2 separate regions of the Rattus norvegicus genome follow, and region 2 is linked to region 1. The links are chromatin contacts, called in public Hi-C maps. All regions are on one chromosome and are shown on one strand. The core of a region is the stretch at or near the end of the contact, and the rest is flanking DNA. Distances in the headings are between cores, read along the strand shown.

The links. Hi-C and Micro-C count contacts between places; a contact is called where the count stands out from the background.
Region 2: a Hi-C map of liver shows a contact between it and region 1, with 4 times the contacts expected there. The contact joins two enhancer-like sites. A contact is called at or near these places in 4 of 12 Hi-C or Micro-C datasets (hepatocytes, kidney and liver).

The regions. Positions count from the first base shown.
Region 1 is chr8:78,486,491-78,488,996 of GRCr8, forward strand. All of the region lies in intron 1 of Rora (RAR-related orphan receptor A), which reads left to right. Among named protein-coding and RNA genes, the nearest start is that of Rora, 310 kb to the left of the region's middle. Within about 2 kb of position 1,256, at least 9 of the 93 cell types and tissues checked have an H3K27ac peak or open chromatin away from gene starts, as enhancers often do. A contact at or near this core is called in liver, where this site is marked.
Region 2 is chr8:78,751,414-78,753,919 of GRCr8, forward strand. All of the region lies in intron 2 of Rora (RAR-related orphan receptor A), which reads left to right. Among named protein-coding and RNA genes, the nearest start is that of Ice2, 170 kb to the right of the region's middle. Within about 2 kb of position 1,253, at least 2 of the 93 cell types and tissues checked have an H3K27ac peak or open chromatin away from gene starts, as enhancers often do. A contact at or near this core is called in liver, where this site is marked.

The DNA of each region.
Region 1 (2,506 bases), core at 6-2,505:
CATCGATGACTTGTCCTTTGCCTCTAGAGAATTGGGAGTCAAGTAGTGCATACTCCCTGACCGGCTAGATCTCTTCCGTGGCACCGACAGGGTTAATACAGCGCAGATGCATCTGGGAGAATCTGAATATCTGTCTAGATGTTGTGTAATTTCAACCAATCAATCAAAGGACACCTTCAGGAACAGCCTTGGGAAAAATGTCAACTAAGCAAAAATGCCTGTCCTCCGTTCCTCCTCCTCCTCTTCCCTCTCCGGTCTCCACCCAGTGGATGGAAAGGCCCTTCTATTTTAGATGTAAATAAGTTGGTGAGCAAAATACTGGGTTACTCAGAGCAGCAAACATCCTTTTCAGGGCTAACACGGGGGTTTTCTAATAGCCTCCATACCTGGAGCTCTTAGTACATAGTAAATAATGCACTGTGAGCTTTATCTCACCCAACGGTCACAGTATTATTTGAGAGGGACCCAGTATGATCTCTGTTTGTCAGAAGAAAGAAAATGAGGTTTCATGTGGCTTACTGTCTTGGGCTTGACCCCAGAGTTAGGAACTGGCAGAGAAATGTGAGCTTTCCTTGGTGTAACATAGACCAGGGTCCTATCCTGTACCCTGCTTCTTTCACGGCTTCTTAGAGCCAAAGTTCCCCTCCTGTCCCTCATAGGAGCCACCAGTCATGTGAGCCTGTTTATATTTAAATTCAAAGTAATTAGAAGCCTGTGGCGTTTAAAGTGTGGTTCTTCAGTCACACTAACCTCATTTAAAGTATTCTGTGGTCACAGGGGCTACAGACCCCTGTACTGCACGGGTCAGAAAGAGAATTTACATCACCATGGGAAGTTCTATAAGTAATTTGCTGTCTAAATATGATGGTGCATGCCAATAAACCCAGTATTTGGAAAGCAGAGGTCAAAGGATTACAAAATTTTTTTGTCTAACCTTGGCTACCCAGTAAAACCTTGAGAAATTGTTTCAAAAGAACCAACAGGAAAGGAAAAGGGGGATAAAATCTGACAAGCTTGACCCAAGTTTGTCTGTCCTCTTCCTCCACATGCACATGGTCTGGCACACGAACATGAACATACATGAAAAATGGCACTGGAAGAGAAAGAGAATTTTCAGAAGAGAGGAGAGCCTGGCATGCCTGTGCCTCAAATATCCTGCTCCGAACTCCGGTTGACTCTGTGCCACCTCTGTGACTTGACCCTGGAGAGTAACTGCAGAGTGCTCCAGCGGGTTCCACACTCAAGCAAATATTTGCTCATATCCATTCTTTACTCAGGCTGCTGTTCTCAAACGTCAACAAAGCAGGGTCCTGGCTTTGTTCTCTCCTTGGCCTGAAAATAGGGCCACTTTTTCTGTTTTCCTCTTGACTCTTGTGACACAAAAAGACCAAGAATGAGGTGGGTCACTTAGCACCCTGAGATGAAAGGACGGCCCAGCCCCTGTCACATCGCTTTGGCGGTGGGGGTTCTGCTGACTGTCTTTAAGAAATCCGGGACAATAAGGAGACTCAGCAGCCAGCATAGAATGCCCAGATGTTGGTCCATATCCAACAGGCTTTCCAAAGAGAAGTGGGGGGGAGGAGGCTGGGGTGGAGGCCAGCCTCGCAGTCCTGGCTTTACAAACTAGAGGTGGCCCAGGAGCTCCAAGAGACTGTCCAGAGAGTTGACATGGAGGCTGTGGAGTCCGTGGTGGGCTTCTGGTTCTATACCAAGGCCTGAGTCTGAGTGCAGGGTGGCAGGCTTCTAAGCTCACCTCCTTCCCTCCAGCTCAGAAGCCTGGTGGACCTTGCTCAGAGAGGCATCCGCGAGCAGACAACCCTAGAGCTTGGTGTCAGACAGGTAGCCTTGCATGTCCTTTGCTGGGTGTTCGTTCTCCAAATTATACTCGTTTCCAGTACTAAATCTTGCCAATGGTGTGACCACCCTGTAAATTTGGTAAAAGTCATTAAAATCGTACATTAATGCGTGTGGATTTTTCGATATATAAATTGTGCCTCCGGAAAACTGCACTGAAAAATTTAAATCACATCTTTTAATGGATCGTCTAAGTATCTCTCTGGAGTCCAGAGGGTGTACCAGGCTGCACCTTACGCAAAATAATGGACAATTTTCAGGGCTTCTGGTAGGCTTGCTTCCCCTGCCCAGTCTCTGTGGTCTTCTTCCTAAAAGCTAATCCAAACCTTCTTCTTTACCCAATGTGGCTTCCCAAATGAAGTCTTACTTTTTTACTTACTCACTGGGGAAGGAGTCCATTGCCCTGAATCAACTCTTTCCTATATTTGTATTTTAAAATGGTCTCTCTTTACAGCATGGTATGTTCAATCCCCATGCGAGGGATTTAAACTCTTAAAAGAACACATAGAGGAGGGGGGGGGGCGATGGAGCTGGGTTTTCTCTCCAAGAACCTAGAAACCACAACAGGAAGGCAACCGTCTATTGTCTGTCAGTAAAATCAGACAAAGACTGGACTGGCCCTGTGTCCGTAGGCACAGCCATGTAAATGGCT
Region 2 (2,506 bases), core at 3-2,502, 260 kb after region 1:
TTCTTTTATTAAGCCAGCCCATTCTGTTTGTGAAGCTCTCTGGCTTTTATAAACACACTCTGTCTGCTCCCTTGGAACTCTAGCCCCTTACACTCTCTATCCTCTGTCCCTCCCCCAACCCCAGACCTTTCATAGGCTGTTAATTATCAATAGTAAGTTCACAGCTATACAAACTGAAGCTAAAATTGACGACGTGGTTTCTACATTATTCCATGGCTATCGGATGGCAGAGCAGTGTTTTAAATCTAGGTCTGGCTTGCTGTGGATCTCTTATTCTTATGTATCGCCGACCTTTCATGCTAGGGGAATGAGGACTGGGGGCTGCCTGTTAACTGGCCTGAGGAACAAGCTGGAAGAAATGGAGCAAGTGTCAGTGTTCGGTGGAGGGAGGAGGAAATTGGTATATACATGAAGGAGTGAGTTAAAAAGACACCCCTCTGGACTGGGACTGTACTTTCCTAAGCTAGGCTGACTGAGGTTGTCTCTGTGTAACTCACATCTAGCTATTGACAGCTTTCCACCTGGTGACATGCTTAATGGCCCATGAAATTCTAGCCCTCGGGGCTCAAGCCTGATATTTATGGTTCCCACATAAACCTAAAGTGGACGGTAAATTTATCTCTCTCCGATTTAGGTGGCTAAAATGGCTATTTGGGACTCTGAAAAGAATAGTTGGCTTTATAGATATGTTATATCAACTTTAACAAAAGATTGGTGTGGGAGGAGGGTGTGGAAAGCTGGTACCAACTATGGGGATGCTTCCAGAGGTCTCTGGGAATGGATTTCTTCTGTGCATGTGGGTATCAATGTGAAAAGGAAGGAATTACACATTGGTGGGGGGATACAGATGGGCTTATATCATAATAAACAGTTGCCTATCTGGAGTAACCCAACTCTATTACATCACAGCAGAAAACACAGGAGAATCTGCCAGGCAGCTATAAGGGGAAGCTGTCCTTTCTGAGCTCAGAGGCTGTCGAAATGGGTTCTGACACAGCTAGGTACTGGGGCCAAAGGGTATCCAAGCAGAAGTAAGCTTGTGGAATTCTCCTTGCTGGAATTGGGTTGGTCTCCAGGGGACTTTGCTCCCAGGCAAGCAACTGTGTCCTTTGGGCTGGCCTAGATGGGCATCCTGCAGACTGGACACATTCAGAGACAGAGGCTCTCTCACCTCCCGGTTCTCAGAGGTGAGCGCGCCCGGTATGCAGGGCGTGCCTCTAGGTTCAGCAGCAAGTCCCAACACAGACTCAGAGCAAAGTCCTGTTTGTTCCCATGCAAAGATAGGGCCCTAGTAACAGCCAGCACCTCCTCTTCCCTCCCCAACCTTAGTCCTTCAGCTTTCCAGCCGGAGAGTTTCTCTCTATCCCTGCTGATAACAACAGCAGTCCGTTGTTAGGAGGTCGCTGTCCAGAGCTGCTGTGGCACTTGCATTGGAAAAAGCAGAGCCATTGCAGCAGAGACACCCAGAGTGGAGCCTTTCCTGTTGCTGGTCTCTATACCTTGGAGCCAGAGTCTCGGTTTTCTAATCTATCAAGTGTCAATAAACATACCACCCAAAACCTTGTGACAAGAGTAAATGATCGCTTTTTAAAGATTGGAATAGTTATTGATTTCTGAAACTAGAATGCGGGGTTTTTGTTTTGTTTTGTTTTGTTTTGTTTTGTTTTTTCTTTTCTTTTTTTAAGCAAGAGGATGGCAAACTTTCTCCATTATTTGGGAAAAAAATTTTGCATCAAAATCCAACCAGCACCATATTCTCCCCAAGGGCCTGAGAAAAAAATCTGCAATCGCCTCTCTAGGATCCCACAGATCATCTAGCTTCTCATCTCAACTCAGGGGGAAAGAGACTCTTCCTCCCCCTCCTTCCCCTCCTTTCTCCCCTCCTCCTCTTCCTCCTCTTCTTCCTTCCAGGGCCACTCACACACTGAGAAAGCCTTCTCAGCCTCTCTCTCTCTCTCTGGAATTTTCATGCACACACCCCCCTCCTTCAACACCCCCATCTCCTCTTCTCAAAGTTAGTGCAGGAGTCTGAACCTGAGTCTTGCCAGGAAACTCCTTTAGATAGAAGTGTTTCAATTCAGGCACGCTTGGCCCTGCCCCCACCCCAGCCCAAGATGGCATTCTTGGACCTCCTTCTCTGAGGCCCCTTCTGAGTAAGCTGAAGTTGGAATGCCCTCCTGAGGTGGATGTATAAAAGCCAGCAGCAGCCTGAGAGCCAAGGTAGGAAACGGCAGACACGTTCCTGAGCAACCTCAATAGAGAAAAGCTTCTTTGATCTTCTGGAAACTTCCTGCAGCCTGTGCTGAATATTTGTTTGTTCTGAGGCAACTCAACTTTTTTTTTTTTTTTTTTTTGGTTTTGTTTTTCTGGCTCTCTAGTGCACGACTGTATCTCTGTGTAAAAGGAAAATGTGTTTTCTCAGTAATGATACTCACTCTCTGAACCTCAGCACCCACTTCTGAAGATGATTTCATCATCAAGATAAAACTCCTGCTAACTCCTGGAA